Regions from separate parts of the Arachis hypogaea genome. Here region 2 is linked to region 1. Evidence: chromatin contacts called from public Hi-C data. All regions are on one chromosome and are shown on one strand. Each heading gives the region's core, a stretch centred on a gene start, on an enhancer-like site or on the middle of the called end of the contact. The rest is flanking DNA. Distances are from core to core; before and after follow the strand shown.

Region 1 (4,892 bases), core at 1,953-4,452:
ATGATAATACCCTGTACAAGGAGAATAACAAAGCCATTTAGTGGTTATTGTTTAAAAAATTTGAATTTTATTTTACGGCAGACAAATACAGCTGAAAATGGTAAATTACCTTGGTAGGAAATGGGGTACCATGTTGGCGCAAAATCTACGTTAGATTTGGAAATAACTATTACTAAGTAACGTTAGCAAAGGTTCATTTGACTCTCTCTTCTACAAGAATCTTCTTTGGATACCGAGAATACCCATTTTTACAAGCTGAAATCTGCAAACATATATCATAAACACAATTTGGTTAACAGAACAGAAAATTTTGAGAGCCAGTATTTTTTAATAATTTTGGTCAATATTAATCAGTACAAATATTAAATTTATTTAATAAATAAATTTTATTAATTTATGTATATAAATTCTGATAAATATAAGTATAATTTATGTTAACTTATGTGTATAAATATTAATAAATTATACAAATTATATATTTTATGTATATAAATTTTTATAAATATAAGTAATTAAATACTTATCTAAAATAATAATATTTACTAGCTATGTAGTATTACTAACTCAGTTAATTACTTTTCTCTTTTTTTTTTCCTTCTCAATTTGTTTATCAAAATTCAAAAAAAAAATTTAAAGATTTTAAACAAGTAATTTTCAAATATTGATACACTAAAAATACTAAAAAATTTCAAAATTTGTTTGTTATAACTATTTTAAATTTTAAAATACACTAGACATATTGTTTTTAAAATATTAGCAAACACATTTAGGTACCCATGTATCTGTCTTTAAGAATACCTATTCAAAATCTAAAATGTTAAACTTTTATAAAAGATAAATAATCTTCTAATGTTTCTAATATATTGCATGCTGAAAATATTTTCACTTTTAATCTCGGTACAAAATATATAGCTAAGATATTAATAATTTAATATTCTTACTTGACCACTAAAAAAAAAATTCAAATATCATTGTTTCTGCATTAAATAATTAATTATTAATTATGTAAGTATGGGCTGAGGTGGGAAATGATTTGATGATTGCCTCGGATTTAGCGAGAGAAACCTAAGATTTAAGAATTATTGCTGATGGGCAGTTATGATATTCTGGTTATTGCTATGATGATGAGTTTCATGCTAAGAAAGAATTTGGATTCAACATCAAAAGAAGTGGAACATGATTTGCAAATATATTGGCACATGATCATAGATGCCTAAAATATTCATAAATTAACTATGGTCGGTTCTAGCCATAATTTTAGGGCGGTGCTATGCACGTTCCATAATTTTGTAACATGGAAAAATATCATGATTCACATGTGAGTTTGAGTGAGACTAGGTTTTACATTCCATGATTCAGTTATCATTTATTTAAGAACATGCATGTTTCTAGACACACCAAAAAAAAAAATGTTTAATAAATTATAGAAAATTTGATTATAAAAGGGCTAGGTTTGACCATCTGGAAGATTAAAATCAAATTGGTAAATGGTTTGACCAGGAGTCTAACATTTCCACTATGCCTACCCTTTGTAATTTCTCACCAGCACTATGTAGCTGAATTGAAAAGTTATTAATAGAGATATTTTGTTATTTGTTAAAGCTAAGCATAATATTGAATTTGAATTTTAGGGTTGAAGAATTCAAAGAAAACTTAATGGTGCACCACCACAAGCAAGCAAAAATTAAAAACATTGTTTTCTATTGGAATATACTCAACCACACCTATGGCACTAAGGTCATACAAGGAAGTTTCATTGGTGTTTTATTGTACCTAAGTGGGACCCCATAACCCATTTCCTCTTAAATTTGGTTTAAAAACGTGTGTATATTTCCGTTTTCAATGGGTAATGATATTTTCATGACTAATAAAAGAAGAGTTCAATTTTATCATTCTTTGATAATATAAAACAAATTACAAAATCATTGTCACTATATATATATATATATATATATAAGATGTTTATATCTTTCAGATTAATGGTACTTTTGTTGGTGTGATACTATATGATTAAATCCTTTAAATAGATATCAATTTGTTTTAAAACAACTAATTTCTTAGGGAGTTGCACTTAAACAACTAATGAGTTAAAAAATAGAAAAATACAAACACTTAATTGACTCATCCCTTTTCAAAATAACTTGTTTTTTAAGTAAATTGATTTTGATGCCAAATGGAATAGAAATTGAGGATGAAAGACTTACAGCTTCAATGTCAATTTTGTAGACCAAAAGCTTCCTTCTCTCTCTGCAACTTGTTCTGTATGCAACAACAACATGCCCCACAGCAAAAACATAAGAGCACACAAATAAAGCTATTTCGGAGCTTCTAACATAATAATACTCTTTTGTTGCTGCTGTTGTTCCACTCCCAAATATGTAAACAGCTTTCAATGACACAAACATCAAAGAAAACACCGAACACACCGTTGTTACACCCAAATATGGACCATTTGAAAGCCTTGGCCCATCACATAAGCTATAAACACCTGAAAAAAACAGGGGACAAAAACAGAGGAAAACAGAGCATAACATTAAGAAACAGAGGAAAACAGAGTATATATTTTTCTTTGCTTTTTGATTAAAAAACTATGGTATTTATGCATCATAATTACTTACAGAATATAACGAGAGATCGAGCGATGGATAGGAGGGGGATATCGACGAGGGAGTATCGAAAATCGTAATTCTGAAGATGAGAAAACAGAGTTGTTTTGATAGATGATGGCGGCGACAACAATGATGAAGAAGAAAAAACAGAGAGAAGAGCAGAGGGAAGCAGAGCATCGCCAATAACAAGAATGGTGGGAGCAGAGATGAGAAGCAATGACATAATCATTGTGATTAAAAAGAAAAGTGTCTTCACAACCCTCAATACCCTCTTTGATTTCTCTTCTTTTGAAAAACCCATCTCTTATGCTTCTTTCCAAGATTCTTCCAAAACTATGGGTTTCTTAGAGAAAATGAAGGAGTATATATATGTGTGTGTGTGAATTGAATTGAGATACAAAAACAAAAGGTTTACAATATATTTTAGGGAGAAAAGAATAGAGAGGAAGAAATGTGTTATTTTTTTGACCAATACTTGTCTACTATGTTGAGTGAAGACAAATAGATTAGAAGTTGGAACTTTATAACGCCCAACAAAGACTTCTAGATTTTTTTTAAATTTATTTTTTCAAGTCTTTCTTCATGTCTCTCTCTCTCTAATACAACGCAGAAGATTAGTATTTATGATTACTACAAATTTTACTATTTTAGGTACTATCTAGAAGAATCAGAATTGGTTATAAATGATTAAAACTGTTGAAAATTTTTGGATTCTCAACGCGGTGAAAAGACAAATTTATCTGGTTGTTAATTAGGTCAAACGTTACGGTAAACTCGGATTTAATAAAAAACTATACTTGTTATTAACTTATTATAAACATATATAGTGAACTTAAGTTGTTAAATTAAAACAATAATATTGATTAAATAAAGCCATTACACTTATAAGAGATTTCGCATTTCTTTTATCAAGTAATTTTGTTATTCAATATTACTTTATAATCACTTATTTAGTTTTTTTTTTTATAAATTTTCTTTCATTTCTTTAAACATGAGGTCATAATAAATTAGTGTCAAGAAAAAATCACTCTTCTTAGTATATAAAAATATAATATTATTTTAGAAACAATAAGAAATCAATTCAAATAGCTTAAATTTATCTTATTTAATATTTATTAATTATTATTAAAATAATTGAGTAATATAGTTATGAATATTATGTGTAGAAAATTTTAAATATTATATTATATAAGATAATTTTAGATATTATTTTTCTAATATTTCTGATAAAAAAATATTTTCTACCTAGTTAAACAAATATTGTTTAAGACGTGATTAGTTGATATTTGAATTATGGTTCAGTGTATGTGAACAAATAATTCTTTTCCATTAAACTCATTCCTCGTTGCAAGAATATATATGAACGGGTGATAACGACCAAATAATAATAGGTAAAAAAATCCTTTGATTAAATTCACTAATAACATAATTAAATCTTGGACTTACCGTCACAAATCTATATCTATATAATTATATATCTTTATGAAAATTCACTTGAACTTTATTTATTTATTTATTTATTTTTAAGTATGAGATTATTACAAATTAAGCATGCAATTTCGTCATTGCCTATGACATTAACCTAATTAAGAAGAGACTAATCTGAGTTGAAGGGTAAAGTGCAGCATGTGATGAGGTTATATGTAGAAACAAGAAAGTATCATATAATATAGTTACGGAGTTAAGTGATTGAGGTTCAAGAAAAGCGATGTTAATTACTCATTTACTCATATGTTTTATCATCAGAAATTTCTTAAGTCAAACATGCTTAATAATATTATGGTCAGCTCTGGCAGCCGGGACAATTTTTTGATTTGGTAAAGTCACAATTGTATCATGGATAGTTAGATACTGCGAGGGACACGCTGCCCCTAATTAATGTCTAATCACTAATAAGATTTTTTTTGTACGGATGAAAACTCGTATTCAGGTATTTTTGTATAAGTTGATATTTAAAAATTATTAGATAATTTAATAAATTTAGTTAAATTATCATCTAATATTTTTTAATTATAAATTTTATATAAATACAACTGCATCTAAATATTTACTTTTTGTGTTAGGCACAAGTTTATCATTTTTGTTATATTTTAGAATTTATCTATCTTATACTTTAACATTATGTTTGGTTCAAAGGAATATGGAGAGAAAAAATGTAAAAAATAAAAAAATAAGTTTTTTTTTTAATTGGATGAGAAGAAAAATTGGGTGAAAGAGAAAAAAAAAATAATGTAAAATCCATGTCAAAATTTTTTAAACCATGCAAAGAAAATTGATAAAAAA
Region 2 (5,645 bases), core at 2,353-4,852, 61 kb before region 1:
TTATTTTCTTTTAAGTCACAAAAAATTCTAAAATAATTCATAATATTAAAAATATATCATAGTGCATCGTATTTTAAATGATTAAAAAATGTACCATCTTTTACAAATAAAGAAAAATTAAAAGACTAACTTTTTATTAATATAAACTAATATTTTGAGTGCAAATTTAAGCTCAAGACCAATCTGACTTTGATCTATGATATAAGAATAAGATGATTCATATGAATTCAATTTTCGGTAATGCGTAGGTAATACATTATTCCAATAAGTGGACTAAGCGCTATAAATTATTTGAAACCCATTGTAGGGCATAATTGTATTAAAGCAGCAAAGAGAAATAAAGGCATTATCACGGGGGAAATAATCTTGCATTATTGCACTACCTAGCTAATGCATACAACCACCACACCACCAACACGCTTTTTCTTAAATAAATCATCATTTAAAGTGACCTTTGAGGCATTAGAAAAGAATAACACTATCTTTGTTATTTACAAAATATATAAAAAGTATAAACTCAATTATTTTAAGTTATATACCAAACTCTCTTTATTTTAAAGAGTAATTAAATTACTCTTTGTTACATATCATATTGATTGAAATAGGTTTATTTATCATAATTAAATTTAATCATTCATTTAATTTAAAGTATAAACCCAATTATTTTAAGTTATATATATATCATATGGAGAAAGAGAAAATTAGAACTTATTTAATTTGTATTTTTATTTTATTTCATTTTAATACTTCTCAAAATCTTTTATTTGTATCACTTCATAAGTGATCAACAAATTAATTTTTTTAAATTAATATGTATTTTGAGAGTAAATATTAATATTATTAAATATTTTTATAAAAAAACACAGGAAGTTAACATTTTATTGCATTTATTAAAAGAAAAGTACGAGGAGTCAAGGTATATTTTATACAATGTGTACAATAGGGTTAAATTGAAATTAGAATTAAATTAGAGGTAATTAACAAATTTTGGATAGTTTCCAATTTAAAATTTAAATCAAATCATGATTCCGTCAGTTATGAAATCAAATTAGGATTACCTCCCTTTCTCATTACGGTGTGAACTTCTTCTCGCACTCTCTTCTCGAAGTAAATGCCGGTGCTGTCATAGTTACCAGCCGTCGTCGTTTTATAAAGTAAATGACTATCACGGTTTTAAAATATTTTTTACACGGTCATTTGGTTGATAGTTAGTCGTTTTATAAAGTAATTGCGTTGTTATTTATACACGTTCACATTGAATGTTCGTTTTTGTATGATTTTGGATGTTCACTTTTTCAGTTTTCGTAGATGTTTATTCTTCGAGTAATTCAACAAGACCCAGGCAGCAGACTGGCACTAGGATGATGCAAGCGCGGGGGTTCGAGGTTGCAACTCACGTCGGCGACGCTAACAGTTGCAGGTCACGGATGTTCAGCCGCGTGAGGAGTGATGGAGGTTCTTCCGGCAAGGGCGTGGCATGAGGAGGCGGAGCGCCACAGTTCCGGTCGGCAAGAACAGAAGCTACACGTCGCACAGAAACAGAGCGGTGGAATGCAAGTTGCTGTGCACACGGCGGGACAACGGTAAAAGAGAGATTTTTCTGTGGTACAAACAATGAGATTTTTTGGAGATAGGATAACGGTGGGTGATTGTGAAAGAATTTTAGGTAAATTGGGGGTAGATATCACAAAATTGAACAGGCAACTAGAAATTATGAATAATGATGTTTAATTTACATTATTAATACATATTGAATCAATAAATAGTGCATTATACATATTGTACAGTATTTCATTGTCTCCCTAATTGGACTCATTTATTAAATTAAAACTAAATTTTTTTTACTAAAAATACGTGCAATCGCTAAATTTTCTTGTTTTGGACAATAGAATAAGAAAGTTTGGGCCATAACGTGGGAAAAAGCAAAGTGAGTGATGGATTTCGTAAGCCATGCGACTTTTTGAAAGGTTTTTGTGAGTGTGACCATTAATCAAACGTAAGGTTGTTGAAACTTAGGCTCAACTAAATTATGAGTATCTAGTACTTGTACTTTCAGCACTGTACTTCGAAATCTACCAAAACTAAAACACTGTACTTCTCCACCAAAGTAAAAGAGTGTATGTACTTGAAATTACAGTGGTATATGTAACTCCCTCCACACACAAAAAATAAAAATAAAATAAAATTCTAAATATATTAGGATAAAGTATTTTTTTAGTTGCTAAAATTTGTTAAAAATTTTAAAAATATTCTTAAATTTTATTTTATTTTAATTTTTTTTAATTTTTTTTTTGTATCAAATATATCATTTAAAGCCAATTTTCAAAAAATTTAACATTAATTCAATAATAATTTGTAACAATAACCTTTAACACAAATAACATAACTGATTCTTAATTATCAAACATTGTTAAATTAGTCTTAAATTTTTTAAAAATTTAGCAATCAAAAATACATTTGATATAAATTAAAAACTTTTGAAATAAAAAAAAAACTTAAAAATTATTTTTAAAATGTTGGACAAATTTTAAAGACAAAAAAAATATGCTATCTATATATACACACTATGATCAGAGGTTTTAAGGAGTACTATTACTAAAAGTCTTCATTTCATTTTTTATTATTACATAAAGTAATTATTTTAACTTCACTAGTAGTAACATTTCTAAACACAAAATTCTCCAATATATATATATATATATAGGTCTTGCAATGTTATTTATTTTCATGAATTAAACTTTTTTTTTTGGTGTAATTTTCATGAATCAAACTATTTCGTGTTTCCTCACATTTTATGGCCTGGGGCTGATTTAGACACCTTGGTCCAAAGTGACTTTTCTCAAGAAAAAACAAGGGGAAAAGATGGGTTTGCCACAAAATTTGGACGGGCCATTCACAAATAAGGTCTGAATAATGAATAGGTCTGTAAAGCCCATATACACAATGCCAATCAGCCCCAAAAAGAATGCCAACTCCTAAAGAAAAAGGTTACATTTGATTTATATTTTTATTTTCTGTTTTTATTTTTAAAAGTTTGTGATAAAAAATAAAAATAGAATGTGAAAATAAAAAAAATGTTATTATTGTTTTTATTTTTTTCACAAAATTTTAAAAAAAATTAAAAATAAAAATACAAATCAATCAGACTTTAAGGATTTCATTATGATGTATTCATGTTGTTCACTATATAAATATAATATTTTCATGACAAAATATAAATAAAATAAAGTATTGGATCATACAATCAAATTCTTTCATATATAAATGATATTTATAATAACAAGCGTAAGACATGAATATTATGTGATCATTTGTAAGTTATAACTAGACCACCTTCAGTACATCATCAATTCTTTAAAAAAAAATGAGCACACACGCAAACAATAATTTACACATAAAAAAATATTATGTATATATAAAAAATTAATTATTATATATTTGTGTATAAATATATATAATATTAAATTTATTTTTAATATATATTTGTTGTGACCTGGCCCAAACTGATTGCGGGTCGACCCGACACGTAGGCCACCCGATCCGAACGGTCGGGTGCGAGCCGCTTAGCCACCGGTCCGGATACGCATCCCTGACAGCTCATCACTACGGCTGTATGAGGAAGTTTCGAGGAAGGTGGGTCTTCTTTGATCGGATCCACTTCTGACACAGTATATATAGAGAGGGTCTTATTCCTCTCCCAAGGTACGTTATACACCACTTTATTCCTTTTTCGTCTGCACATTCAACTGACTCGGAGTGTCTTTGCAGGTGACACCCCCTCCGCGTTAAGAGCTCGGGACGTCAGCTACTCCAACTCTATCCTCGTGGCCCGATTCCAGGCTATGCCCCATTTATCCATCTGAGGATCCCTCCGAACCGTTCGATATCCAAAATACCGAACAATATTTTATACGAATAGTTGATTTGCTGAGTGATTTTTTTATATATATCTTAACATTGTTTACACATACATAATGAGTTTAAATGTTCTAGATGGGAGTAAGGGAAAAACTAAAGAAATATGGATGCACATGCAAAAACGAAAAGATGGAGTTATCATGGCATGTCGTTAATTCCTACTTTTGTCACGTGTAGTGGTCTTATAGAGCACTAACCTCACAATTGTAGCAGCCATGTACACTATTTATTATAGCTAAGCAACAATATACGTCCATTTGGATCATGAAAAAGTTGATGTATCTAATTGGTTGCATTATTAAAGGTAAACCACTTTCCTAACCCATTATAGTGCTGTTGTCAATTGATCATCACAATCATGTACATTGTAGGCTGTAAAGAGTGTCACAAGAATGGGATCATACACAAACATTCATTAGCCTAAATAAATTACAAATTCATCTTCTTTTTTCTTTTTTCTTTTTTCTTTTTTCCAAATGTTTGATGTGGGGATTCTGTAAAAGCTGTTCCGTCCCATCATAATTAACACATGTTGATGTTGAAGTATGCATCTCTAAAAAATCAAGGAGAAATTTGCATTCTCTTTTGTTTATTACATACATAATAATAGATCATTAGCTTTGTAGTGATTCAAAACATGGTAATGAATAAATAATAAAATTAATTAGGGTATAGATGTCGGTGTTTGTATCTCGTCTGGTATATGCAGTACATTGGCTAATAATAAACATTTTAATGAAACTCAAATTCGCGATGGATTAATCATTAATAATATTTATGATTTTAAGTCTTTTATATTTCTTAGTTTTGCTCCAAAATCAAAATTTACAAACATATCTTTAAAGATATTTACTAAAATTAATTAGATAAAATGGTAGATTGAACCCTTATTATTAAACCAAAATTTAGAACTTTTAGTAAGCTAAACTCTTTTAAACACTTGTCAAGTGTTATGCTATTTTTTTTATTCACCCAAACGGTATGATATTCTCTAACCCGACAGGTTAAGAACTAATGGTTAAGAACTAATTCGTCGCATCTGAGCTCCATTTAAGGGTCTGCCGCTGGCCAACTTGCTGCATGCAGCAGGCGGAGTTTGAACTCCCAACATTTGTTTAAGCAGACAAATGAACTGTCGACCAACCCAAGTTGATTATCAAGTGTTATGCTATAAATTGACTTTTACCTACGAGACTATACTAACCCACAGCCAGTAAAATTAAATTAACAGCTTTCTTTTTATTTTCTTAGTGATCTTAAAATTCAAGAATTTCTGGAATTTCATCCCCAAAAATTGCAAAGGACATTCCAATAACAAGTGGACTAATAAATGGGTTCACTAACAAGAAAAAAATAATAATAATAAAAGGACAAAAGTGGGAATAGAAAAAAGCTTATCCCTGAATGGCTAAACCCTTTATTTTTCCAGGTGTATTTGTGTGCTCCTAATGATGATTAATACAATATGGTCCCATAATTAATCATTCCCAATGTCAAATCCAACTGTTACTAATCTACGTCATTAGTGTACTCATTTTTTTTCTTTGTGCACTACCCATGTCGCTGTCTTGTCATCGTAATTGCACGTGTGATGGCTCTACAATTCTTTTATTGGCTTCCATTATTATTGCTTTGCTTACTTTTTTTTTTAAGATAAGTATGGATTTCAAGAGCAGAAGGAGATTCAATTTATTTTTAGATTGTTTTCTTATTTATTTGCGAAATGC

Evidence for each region. Hi-C and Micro-C count contacts between places; a contact is called where the count stands out from the background.
Region 2: a contact with region 1 is called in a Hi-C map of an unstated tissue, with 4 times the contacts expected there. The contact joins the enhancer-like site here to the promoter of LOC112702381 in region 1. A contact is called at or near these places in 3 of 8 Hi-C or Micro-C datasets (leaf and an unstated tissue).

Annotation. Positions count from the first base shown.
Region 1 is chr7:9,750,270-9,755,161 of arahy.Tifrunner.gnm2.J5K5, reverse strand. LOC112702381 reads right to left here and starts at 3,202. Exons shown (of 4, transcript XM_025753383.2): 1 at 2,619-3,202; 2 at 2,205-2,488; 3 at 110-262; 4 at 1-11. The coding sequence starts at 2,910. The coding sequence ends at 194.
Region 2 is chr7:9,810,743-9,816,387 of arahy.Tifrunner.gnm2.J5K5, reverse strand. No RefSeq gene overlaps it. Among protein-coding and RNA genes, the nearest start is that of LOC112701100, 10 kb to the left of the region's middle. Within about 2 kb of position 3,602, at least 2 of the 3 cell types and tissues checked have open chromatin away from gene starts, as enhancers often do.